2 separate regions of the Mus musculus genome follow, and region 2 is linked to region 1. The links are chromatin contacts, called in public Hi-C maps. All regions are on one chromosome and are shown on one strand. The core of a region is the stretch at or near the end of the contact, and the rest is flanking DNA. Distances in the headings are between cores, read along the strand shown.

The links. A called contact is a pair of places that touch in the nucleus more often than the background predicts.
Region 2: a Hi-C map of embryonic stem cells shows a contact between it and region 1, with 2.0 times the contacts expected there. The contact joins the promoter of Alkal1 here to the enhancer-like site in region 1. A contact is called at or near these places in 1 of 15 datasets of contacts at CTCF or cohesin (the NIH/3T3 cell line), 4 of 484 Hi-C or Micro-C datasets (bone marrow-derived macrophages, embryonic stem cells and nephron progenitors), 1 of 115 datasets of contacts at active chromatin or transcription factors (embryonic stem cells) and 1 of 9 other capture datasets (adipose tissue).

What each region holds. Positions count from the first base shown.
Region 1 is chr1:6,279,789-6,286,558 of GRCm38.p6, forward strand. No RefSeq gene overlaps it. Among named protein-coding and RNA genes, the nearest start is that of 4732440D04Rik, 67 kb to the left of the region's middle. Within about 2 kb of position 2,698, at least 19 of the 459 cell types and tissues checked have an H3K27ac peak or open chromatin away from gene starts, as enhancers often do. A contact at or near this core is called in embryonic stem cells, where this site is marked.
Region 2 is chr1:6,357,035-6,363,139 of GRCm38.p6, forward strand. Alkal1 (ALK and LTK ligand 1) reads left to right here and starts at 2,297. Exons shown (of 5, transcript NM_001195732.1): 1 at 2,297-2,480. The coding sequence starts at 2,297.

The DNA of each region.
Region 1 (6,770 bases), core at 1,448-3,947:
GCAGTCAGCTGTAAGCTATTTGGTTTACATACTTCTTGGGTGTCTCAGACTTGGCAGCCATTTAGAGTAAGCAACACCAGTTTCTTTCATTCCTATCTTAAAGCTTATTAGCAATGTCATTTCCAATGTTAAGAAAAGAGTAGCAGCCCTTAAGATCAACTCAGGTTCCTCCCTCACTTAGCTTCCAATCTAAGCAGTTGCACGCATGTGTCCTGTTAGAATGCAGCCAGGGCTGCCTTGCTATACATACCTTGCACCCCATGGCAACACTGCTTAACCATTTTACACACATCACCACTTTATGTCAGTGTGCTGTTAATCTTTGAAGTTGCGTTCAACTTTCATTTTTACCATTTTAGGAGTTTCTGGTGGATTCCATAGCCCTTGACAGTCTTTTTGTTTTGTTTTATGAATGTTGGGGGTTATTTCTGAACTCTGGTTTTGTGGCACCTTTTAAAAAAAGGCTTCTGGGAATCTGATTCCGAAATGATGTTGTAATTCTCCTTAACTGCCTTAGAACCGTCATCATCCAATTCCAGTAGAGCTGGAGAGCTCGTGTTGCTGGTGTCACTTGTAATCTCTCTGGAATTCTGCTCTGCAAGTGACTATGACCTTAACTAGCCTAGGAGATGAACACGAATGCTTATGTTCTTAACCACAACTCTTCTGAAAACGCATAGCCTGTCTCACAAGCATAAACTCCGCATTCCCAGCATTTTCTCTCATCACAAATTACAGTTTAGCTCCCTGTGCGACCTGTTTCGCTATAGCTTCTGGGTGTCTCATACTGCCTTTAAACCAGGTTGAGTTTTCTAACACGAAGCTATACTTTTCCCTTCTGCCTTCGTCCACTTAACAGCTCCCAGAAGTACCACATTCTCATGAGTGTTCCAGTTTAACCTCGGCCAAGGGGGTGAGAGCAGCTTCCTGTGAAGCTTGATATTGGTTGTTTCATCTTCTGAACACGTCCACTAAAGGGCTTGCCTTACAGTCATAAAAGCAATGCACATATATGTAAATACAGTGACATGTTCTAGAACAGTGCCCTTCTAAATAAGAACATTAAGAAATGCACTTTGCATTTGATCATGCATTTAATCATCAATCCAGCCCTAATAAGCCCACATAGGCTGGGAGTAGCAGATCCTCTTCCAGTTCTAGGTCCTGGTTTGCCAACAGACCTCCACATTAACCAGTAGTGACTAGAAACATACATACCCCTCACTGCTACAAAAGTCAGCATAGCCACTGTCTACTGAGACCATTACAATCTTACGTCATAAACTAGCTACAGTGTTTAGGCCAGAACATCAAGAGCTAGGTAGGATTTATTGACCTTTTGCAATGCAGTAACAGAATGCCTGACAGAATTCTTTTGACTCCCGTCTTCATGGTAGGAGAAACTCAGATCATAAAAGCAAGAATATGTTGGTAAAGTTGTTCATATTAAGCTGACCAAGAAACAGAGTGAAGCATGAAAGGGGCAGGGATAACATGTCCCTGAGAACTTTCCTCCAGGAACTCACCACTTTCAGCTCATTTCTACTTGACAAAGTCTACGTACAGAACTCTCCCAAAATATCTGGGCCCAAGTGTTCAAAATTTGATCCTTCAGAGGATATTTCAGGTTCAGCATGTAACATTATTGTGTATGTAATAAATTGAAAGGACATGGTTGTATTCAAGAAATAGTCATCACTTTTATCACTTTTATAGAAAGAGCTATTACAATCTACAAATATGTTTAGTTTTCTGAATACTCTCATGAGTAAGTATTCATGTATTAATTTTGTTATTTTTTTATAAATGTACACCACACTTGTAAGTAATAGGTTGCTATGAAAAATATTAATAAATTCTGTATCCCTGTTGGAAAGTAGATATTGGATGAAGCTTAAAAGTTTTTTCTAACCTGGCTAGCTCCCAAATAATTGAGTCTGAGACCTATTGAAATATTTATTCAACAAGCTTTAAGCACAATTGACTAATTTTTCTAACCCTCTATGCTTACCTAACTACTTCCCAGCCACATGCCCCAACTTACTGGTATTTAGTCTCTCCCTGGCTTGCTTTGCTGTAGCTATCTGTCCTTATGGAGAACTCCCTTGGCAACTCCTACTTACGGAGACCTTCATCTTTCTCTACCTGTCTCATGGCCCTTCTTCTGGACCCTCTGCCTCTGACAAGCCTTGGTCTTGGCTGAGCTGCTCATTCTTTTAGAAGCGGCACCACCATAGGCCGCTCCTCCAGTTTGCCAGTTACTTATCCACTTTTTTTTTTCACTTCTTTTTCCCAGGTAGAGAGGTTATCTGGCTTTCTGAGTATATTCTTCATGCATATTTTTAAATATAATAAATCCACATGGAATTGGGAGTGGCCCAGATTATTTATACATATCTTGAATTTTGAGCACTTTTAACAGCTTATAGCATTTCTATTTTATAAGTACAGATGCTGACAGTAAAAGCATATTAGAATGATATTTAGAAAATTCCCATTAAATAATGCCTGACATTAAAGTGACTTTTTAGTGCTCATGTGCAGGGAAATATAAAACATTTATTCTGACTGAGTCCCAAATATAACTACAAGATGGAAGATCACGTATTCAAGATTACTGTAAACCAGAAGTGGGAGTATCTACCTCTGATCACAGCACTCTGGAGGCTGAAGCAAGTAGAAAACCACATTCAAATTCAACCTAGGGTACTCAGATCCCATTGTTAAAATTAACAGACAAGCCCACAAAGAAAGGGGCTGAGTGTAGTCTCCCCTCCCCCAGCCTGAAACCTGCTTGCTCAGGGGTGGAGCTTGCCGCTCAATCCTTCTGCCACGCCCACTGCTGGAGCCTGCCGCTTTGCTGTTCTGAAGCCATCACGTGTTCACCTGCAACCTTACTCCAAGATTATTTGGCGGGAGTCGGCCCCTCCGCTTCCTTCATAATGGAGTGTCGGAGAAGTAAAATTGAACCTTGAGCAGAGCCTTGTCTTGGTTCCGTCTTTATCTCGCCGCCTAGCCCCTCTTCTCTTCCAGGTTTCCAGAATGCCTCTCCAGGCTAGAACCCAGACCTGTGATCTGCTGGCCGGAGACAACAGCTGAGGAGATGGTTCACTTGATACAGTGTTTGCCACATATGAGGAACTGAGTTCAGATCTCAAATACCCATGTCAAAAATAAAAACAAAAACAAAACAACAGCAGCAGCAGCAACAACAACAACAAAGACAGGCATAGCAGCAAATACCTGTAATCCCAGTGCTGGACACAGACTGTAGCATCCCGGAAGTTTATTGCCAGCCTGACTAGCTGAGTCAGTGAGGCAGCTTCAGTAAGAGACCTGATTAAAAATAAAGTGGAAAGCAACTGAGGAGGACGTGTGATGTATCTTCAACATCCATATTCATGTTCATATTAAAGTATGCCACTTGTACACACAAGTACACATGAATACCTACAAAAAAAATAAAACAACCCTACAAAGTTCACTGTAGTAGCAAACCACAGTGGGTGTTACTGGAATCGACAGTGATTTTCATGATTAAGAAAACAACCATTTCTTGTAAAGGACATGGTTCATGAGTCATGGAAAATGACAGAGTGACAATGTCTTCTCCATGGGCTTCTCATGATAATTTGAGCTGCTCAGATAAATCCTACACTTACAAGAAACTTGATTTTCTGACCAGACTTTGTACTTGAAAGAAATAAACATTTTGCTTTAAGGAATATTCTGGGTAAGAGCAAACACGGTAAACCATTCACACATTATAGGACAAAACACAAAGATGTTAATGTCTAAAGATCAGGACACACACTGAAGGCCACACAGAAGCTGAGTTGACGAGAACCTGCAGTCAGCCACTTCCAGTTCCCATTAGGATCCCATCCTTTACCTTGGCTAGGCTTATCAGAGATCCCACAGCATCGGTGCCCATTACCAAACTTCATCATCACCTTCCTTGAAAAATCTCGACTTGTTTCCTATAGAAAATTCCAGTGTCTTTTGCAGAACCTGCTGTAAGGAACAGGGTATCTACTTAACAGAATTGCTTTAAAAATGGATTCCAAAGAAAACAACTTTAATATATACAGTTTGTTTTTTAAAACCCATTTCTCTCAACCTTGAATGTACTGTAGCCACAAACTTTATCTGAAACACATAAAAATGTTTATGAAATGTATTGTTGAAGTAAATGTGAAAAGTAAAACATGTAGAAGAAAATAGGAAAATACCATCGTATATTTGAGGAAAAAAAAAACCAACAAATTTCTTACACAGATCAAAAAAAAAAAAGATACACGTATAAAGAGGATCAATACATTGAATTTTTTTTTGCATATTTGACTCATAGTCCTGACAAATGTATTAGAGACTTTATTGTTAGGTGGATTTTGTTTGTAATTATTTTATCTTTTTCACATATTTACCATTTAGTTTTGTTTTCTGTGATACTTTTACCTTCATTTTTTTCTGAGGATGTAGCTCAGTTGGTAGAAATCTTAGCTAACATGCTCAAAGACCTGGGTTTAATCCCAAGCAGTGCATAAGCCAGTGGGGCAATTTATGCCTGAGATCCACACACTCAAAGATGTAAGCATAAGATCAGAAGTTTAAGGTTTCCCTCAACTGTATATAGCTAGTTCAAGGTCCACTTGGGCAGTGTGAGACCTTATTTCAAAAAACTCTATTTATCTATCTCTCTACTATCTCTCTGCATATATATAATATACATAATATAATATGTAATATAAATATATAATTTTTAAATCCTACCCTCATTTTCTCCCTATTCATAGTATCTAACATAATTTTTTTATCTTTTTGTATTTATTTTGCTTTCCTGTAGAAAATATATTGAATGTATTTTAAGCATGTGTTTTATTGTTATGTTGACTTTATTTTCTCAAGAGAACTATAGTTCTTGAGATTGTATTCTGCTTTCCTTTTGCCTCCATGTAAAAGTCCCATACATTGAATGTTTTCCTGCTGGCCATTTCATTGAGTCCAGTTTATAAGGTTCATTTTCCCGTAGGTATCTATATGGTTTTGTTTCTAGTCATGTCCCACTTCCCAAATATATTGTTAACAAGCATATAAGACCCCCTGGTTTCTCTTGATATTGTTTCTATTAATATTTAAGGATTTTGATTCCAAAATATTTTGGCTATCAATCTCTTTTCTAACATTTCAAGGATCTGCACTAACTTGTGGAGCAGATTTACCATGTTTTTCGATCTGAGTAGCATCCTTCAGTGTGCTTCCCCCTATACATTTGCTGAACCTCAAAGAGGTTGATCATAAGTGATGTTAATTACCTTTATATTGTTGTAATCAAATGCCACGGCAAAACATCTTAAATGGTGATTATTTGTTTTAGTTCCTGTCTATTCGTTGGCTCTTGAATCTAGATCTGCAGTACAGCAGAAGGCCATGATAATCAGGGCACAAGGCAGGAACTGCTCACTCCAAAAGACAGGAAACAGAGGCTAGGCATCTAGGGCAGAGTACAGTGCTCAACAACTGTACCCAGTAACCTATCCTCTATCTAGGGAGGACTTTCAACTTTTTCTAAAAACTTCAGTACATGAATCTTTGGGGAAGAATATTTCATCCCTACAAAAGACATTGTTCAAATGAATCATTTGTTATTTTAAAAATCCAAATTAAAAATGTACCATATAGCATAGATGAAGCCTAGGCCAGGGATATTATATAGTGGTATATTTTTATTTCTTTGTTTATTTAGAGACAAGCCTTAAGCTCATGACATTCCTGCCTTTGCTTTTTGAGTGCTAAAATTACAGGTATCTACTATAGTACTAGTTTATTTTGATTTTTTTGTTTTGTAATATTTTTAGTGTGTGTGTGTGTGTGTGTGTGTGTGTGTGTGTGTGTGTGTGTGTTTATGCACACATGTGTAAAGCTCCCTGTGAGGCCAAAAGAATGTGTTGGCTCCCACAGAACTATAGTTACAAAGAACTGTGAGCTGCCAGCCATGAGTATTGGGAACCAAATTCTGGTTCTGTGGAAGAGCAGTAAAGATTATTAACTACAGAGTTCTCTCTCCTGCCCCTTGGTTTGAACTTTTAAAGGCAGGTCCATCTTTCTGGGAGTGCCACAGAGTAGTACATAGGGACCCAGCCCCAGCACCACTGTCCTCCAGCTCTTGACTGCAGGCTCTCTTCTGTTGCCCCTGGCTCCAGCTGAAGTACCACCTAAGTCTGCAGCACATCAAAGGGAAGGAGTCTGACTCTACTGATGCTCTTCCACAGGGTATCGAGGGGACATTAAGAAAATCTACCTGCTGTCTCAGCTCAGATGGGAAGACATCGCATTACTTCTCAAAATAAATCAAATCTGCTCCTTGCCTCACTCATACTCCAAAATAATGCAAATATGTCACTTTTTATAGCCAGAGGTATGCACAGAATATCGGGAAAATAAGTTTAACCAATGTATATGTAGGTCAAAATATTTTTAAATTGCTAAGGAACTCTCTAAAAAACCCTAGAATCTGTTTTTGCAATTCTTTTACATTTTTATTACATTTGTTGATTGTGGTGTGAGTTTGTGTGGATGTATACAGGCATGGTGTGCAGCTGCATGATACCATGGTGAATGAACAGAGGTTTGAGGACAACTTGTGAGAGTTGGTTCTCTCCTTCCACCTTGTAGATCCCCAGGACCCTACTTAGAATTCAGGACATCTGGCTTCAAGTATTTTACCCCTGAGCCATCTCAATGAACCATGGGGTTTTTGTTTTGTTCTG
Region 2 (6,105 bases), core at 1,047-3,546, 77 kb after region 1:
GCTCAAACACTCAAACTTATCAGCCTATTGAGACCATTCTGGTTCAAACCACCACAGTTACTAAGTGTCCTTTTCTAAACAGAACACTCATTATTTACATACAAAATATCACATGAAGGAAGTTAGCAACTATTGTGAGATTAGATCTAAGCTGAAACTTCGAGTAGCCACTTGAACATACTAGCATTTGGTAACAGGTAGCACTCAAGGAAACAGCAAGAAATCACAAAGAAAAGCCCTACAACAGAGAGGTGCAGACAATTTGCTCATTTTGACAAAATTATTATGCTGTTTTCTAACAGTGGGGGCAGAGGCTGTCTTGGACCCTTTTGCCTGCTTTTAGAACTCTTTTCCTCCTACTGGGTTGCCTCATCCAACCTTGATATGAAGGTATGTGTCTAGTCTTATTGTAACAAGTTATGCCATGTTCTGTTGATATTCCTGGGAGACCTGCTCTTTTTTGATGAAAAATGGAGGCAGAGTGGCTCTGGGGGAGAGGGGAGGGAGTGAGAGGGAGTGGGATAGGGAAGGTAGGGGAAATTGTGTTTGGAATGTAATATGAGAGAAAAGTAAAAAAGAAAAAGGAATAAAGTTTTTTTGAGAGAGAGAGAGAGAGAGAGAGAGAGAGAGAGAGAGAGAGAGAGAGAGAGAGAGAGAATCTTGCCCTGTTTCACACTGTCCAAACCCAAGCAACAAGTCCCAGACCACCTGTCAAGAGTTTCTTGGTTTCTTACCTTCCTTTTGGCACTAAGAAGAAAAAAACAGCTCTCATGCTTTTTTTTCCCTCCTAGCGACTTGGGGGTTCATGTCTGTCACTTCTGTATTTTCTCTAGCAGTGTTATTTCACACTCTGGTCTCCACCCTCACTCACCCCCCACTCCCTGCGCCTTGTGTTCCAGAGTAATACTAAACTTCCGATCTGATATTTCTAATTAAATTTAAATGTGAAATTCTTGTTCATGTCTGTGAACTTGTAATTTCTCAGCATTTCACTTAAGACGTGAGAAAGTTTGTTCCTTCTGCTAAGGACTCTTAAGGCTGCCTGGGAATGGGAGCATCAACATGCTATGGTGTTTGCTTAGGAATCAATGGTTCGCTTACTGCTTCCTCAAGCGTTCTGAGTGGGAAGTCTGCACAACAACTTTCTTGAAAGAGTTCTAGTCAAAGGCATGACTTTATAAAGCTCTTATAAAAGTGTTTTGTGCCTCCTGCTACAATTTCCTGGGCATGCTTGAAAACGTAATGCTTGAGTAAATTGAGATTTTTTATTTTCAGTTTGAGACACACAGGTCTCTTTGAAGAGAAATTTCGAGCCAATCAATGATTAGAGAACCACAGAGCCTTTCCATCCCCCTCAGTTATGAGAGGGTAATTAATAATCAAGCATGGGCATGTTGATATGTATACTTAAGTCAGGCAGACAAAATGGCTCAAATCATAACTGACAAAGTACTGCTTCATCTAAGACTCTTGATTTTAAACGAATGAATTTATCCTCTCCCATTCTTTGATATTAACACCGACAAAACTTTGTGATAAGAGTCCCATAATTATAGATAGATAGATAGATAGATAGATAGATAGATAGATAGATACATAGATAGAGGATAGATAGTTAGATAGATAGATAGATAGATAGATAGATAGATAGATAGATAGATAGATAAAAACAGGCAAATAAAAAAACCAGCCATGAAGATCTCTAGTCTCCAGTACAGAGGTAGTTGTGCCCCGGTGTGGCCACTCATGGCTTCTGCTGTCCCGATTATAAATCCTTTGACTTTCTAGGGGAGGCTCTGCCTCCTCTAGGTCTCTGACCGATGGGGACTCTGGACTCAGGGACAGCGGGAATGCTCACCTGGCCAGCTCTGTGGCATTGCGGAGCTCATGATCCAAGAGCTCTGCACCCTGCCTCTGCCAGCAGAAACCCCATCCCGCTCTCTTGTGTCCAGAGCTACAAGTTGCTTTCGATCCCATGGACCAACGGAAGCCATGACCCAGAGACCCACAATTAAGGCATGAGACAGAGCCGGATAGAACTTGTGACTCGCCGGTGCGACTTGGTCCTGTCTCTGCCCCACATCCTGAAGCCGAGGAAAAGATCCCCCCGGAAGCTGCGTGAGCTCCGGAGGGTCCTGTGTCCCGACATACCCTCGTCCTGGGTTCTCTTGGTCCCCCAGCACCGCCCCGCCTCCGGTCCCCGCCCAGCGCCCTAGAGCGTTTAGACCTAGTCACCCGCGCCTCCAAGTTCCATTGCCGCCCCAGCCTGCCGCTCCCAGCTACGGACACGGAGGCCATGTGGCTCACTAAGCCCAGCACCCCGGTGTCCGCACTGCTGCTGCTGGCGCTGGCTTTGTCCCCGCCTGGGACTCAGGGGCGGCCCCAGAGAAGCTTGGCAGCGCGTGTCGCTGAGCTCAGGCCAGAGCTCTTCCTCCCTGTGACAGGGACTCGCCTGCCTCCCAGAGCCTCCCGGAGCACAGGTAAGCCCTGTATGACCCCTGACCTGCCCTTTCTACAGTCTAACCACTCTTATAGCTGGGCAAGCTGCTGTCGGGAAGGCTGAATTAAGTAGAGCAGAGGGTGGACACCTGTAGATTCCTGGGAATCTTTTCCCTGGGAAGGAAATAACAGGTTGACTATATTTGCCTTGGTTCAGTCTTCAACAACAAAATTCGTCTGGGGGGAAAAAAATCAGCTTTATATGCCTCATTCCTAACTGTGGGAGGTCTTTTGGAAATACATTAACCCAACTGTGGAAAGACTCGGGTCGCAACCTTGCCTTTCAGGATGATGGACAATCTATGTATGTGACAATAGATCACCGTCCAGAGATCTCTCTGGGTCTTCTGCGGTTTAACTAACATGGCACTCCTCAGGCAGAGTGGGAATTTCAGGGAGCTGCCACGGCTGAGGCTGCTTCGATCTTTTTTGCCCCTGGATCAGTTAGATGGGCCCTAAACGCTACAATCTCTTCCAATGTCAAGTCTGGACATTCCTGCTATCAAGATGCTTAGGAGGAAGGTAGGAAAAGTTGTCAGGATAGAGAACCAGCACCGCAAGACACCTACACACAGAGATGTGTGAATGAAAAGGCAAGGGGAACAGGAGGTGTAGAGAAAGGATTGCTGGGAGCAGTGTAAGAGGCTGGCAGGTGGTGGTGAGGAAGAGAAAAGCCACTTTGGAGTATCTTTGCATAAGCCTGTAGTCAGAGCAAGGGGAAGCTGGAGCAAAGGGCCTGTCTCCCTGGCCTTCACTGAACTTGCTGAGAGAACAAAGCAAGCACAGGGGTGGCTTGGGTTAATTATACCACTGCACCCAAGGCCTCTTCTGCACCCTCTCTCCCTTTCTCTCTTGCTCCTTCCTTGAGCCTTATTTTCTTCCTTCCTTTTCTTCTCCCTCCATTCATTTTAATTCCCTTTTGTCTGAAGCAGAGTCGCACTTTGTAGCCCCCGCTTCACAGCCTCCTGGGTCAGCCTTAGAATTATTGGCATATACTACCATAGTAGCTCAGGCTTCACTTTAAAGAAAACAAGAGGTGAGGATTTCTTAGTCTCTCTCTCTCTCTCTCTCTCTCTCTCTCTCTCTCTCTCTCTCTCACTCTCTCTCTCTCACTCTAGCTGGTTTTGTTTTGTCTTGAAGTTTTACTCCATAGTTCAGACTACTTGGAACTCAATCTATAGTTCAGGCTGTCCTTGAATTTGCAGAAATCTTCCTGCCTTCACATCCCAAGTTCTGGGCTAAGAGGTGACCCATACCTATTTTACCAGTTATGATATAAATATATTCCCAGTCACCCTATAGCTTCTAGTGAGAAATTCCTTCCCAGGTACATACCTTGCAGAGAACTGAGATCAAGAAGATGGATAGGAGGACAAGTGTGTCTGTCCTTCACTACATGTCTGAGGGAGAGAGAGTAGGGGCGTGCACATACACAGACTGAGTGAGCCAGGCAGGGAGAGAAGCAGAGGGAAGTGACAGAAAGACATGGAAGGCTAGTAAGGGGATATAGACCAAACCTATTTATCTGGAAGCTCTCCAGATAAGGCAGTAGGGGCATTCAGTATGGGGGAGTCATACCTTGATGCTTTCACATTATTATACCCTTTGACTTGAAAATTATTGCTAACAAAACTATTTATCTCAGGTACTAGTGTTGCTTTAGAATACAAACGGAACGTGAGAAAAACATCAAATTGCAAAATCACTTATGGTAACACATGAATTTTACCTGTTTTATTTTAGTTTAATGCGATTTCTCTGGTTAAAGACATTGGAGAAAATTGGGGGATATAGTTCAGTGGTAGAACTATATCCTAGAACACATGCGGGCCTAGATTCAACCAGCAATTCTCCTCCCAAATGACAAAGAAGATGTAAAAACCGTATAGCCTCAAAGAAAATGAGCTATGACTCACCCTCAAAATTTATTGCTTTCTACAGCTGTTTGAGGTGGCCTCATCTTTTGATTACTGTATCTTGTTTACATGGGGAGAGAGAGGGTGACTGGTTACATCTGAGTCTATGAATGGAACTCTTGACATGGATCAAGGAAAAGCAAGGACATGAATGCAGAGAAGACAAGTTCCCATCGGGAAGTTTTCATAGGAGCGGTAAGTGGTCATAATTCATCCAGGAGGAAGCGTCTCCCAAGTCCTCGAGGCCAACGACTGTCATCCATGTTGAGCAAGCCTGCAGTTGCCCTCTGTTAGTCTAAAGTAGAACCTGTAATGTTACCCAGCCTCAGCTGGTGAAAAAAAAAAAACGAGTTCAGGGGTGGTTTAAAATGTCCTGGAACTCCCACTGGGTAATCGTGTGAGAGTAGCAGAAGTCTCTTGTGTCCCTGCCTGTGTTTTTAGGCTTAAGTTCTGGAATTCTTTCTTTTTTTTTTTTTTTTCTCTGGAATTCTTTCTGCACCTGTAAAAACTACCTCAAATGCAGCTTCTCCTCTGGTACTTTGACCACACAGATCATCTCTGGCACTGCATTGTGGTGGATCTTCCTGCACACCACAGAAGCAGTTCTGCAGTAAACACCAGCTGGGGTTCTAATTTAACTTGGTTCTGGCATTTACCATCTCTTGAAGATGAGAGTCAGAACCTACAAGCTGAGGACTGTCTCTAAGACTGTCACTGCCTCCATTGCCAACTGCAAACTCTGGGTGGTTTTACTTGTGATTCTGAGCTTCTAGCTAAGTAAGAATCAAGGTTCCCATACTGTCCCCTCAGATTTCCACTAATTTTCTGCAATGGCTCATAAAAGTGAAAATATGCACAGTAGATACGGCATAGGGGAAGGGGCATGGGTGAGCAAACATCCCACCCCACCCCTTCCAAGTAAATCTTTATGTTCAACTATTCAAAAACTCCAAACTTGGTGCTTTTGAGTTTTTGTGGTGGCTTTATTACATAATAAGATTGAATCACGGGGTACTGGTGGTCAGCTAACCCATCAGACCTATCTTGAAGCTATTCAGAAGCTGCCGGTCCTCAGTCTCTTCTTAACACACTATTTTTGCCAAGATTCCAAGCAGTTTCTGATTTGTACACCAGGAAGGCCAATGATGTATTTCACAGCACCACAGCATGGAGTTGTACATTGTTCCTTTTCAGTAAGTTAGCCAGCTTCCTTTCCTAAATCAGAAGCAAGGCTGGAGGTGGGAGGGCCATTCCTAAGCAGAAGGGACAGTAAATACAAAGCCTGGGACAAGAGTTCCCAGCCAGGATTCCTTCCCTAGAATTGTTTGATCAGGGGTGGAGGTGGTGGTAGGTTGCTTGGCTCTCAGGAACACTGGTGATTAACGACCTATGGCCTTCCCTTCTTGCCTAGAGCCTGTCTGCCATTCACGAATTCATCTTCCAATTGAATTAGGCATGCAACAATATCTGAGGTCACTTTGACAGACTTTTGGTTGTGATATTTTTGTTTGTCATTCTTTGGTTCACCTCTGCTAATAACTGGTGCCTTCAATGCCTGGAGTCTGTTGTTCCGTGTTATTGTCTTTCCCACCTCCTGGGACCTTCAAATGGTCTCTGTACCCCTTACAATAATCCTGCTTCTGACTTGGGTGAGAATTAAAACGTGTGTTTCTTCATTCTTTCCTCCTGA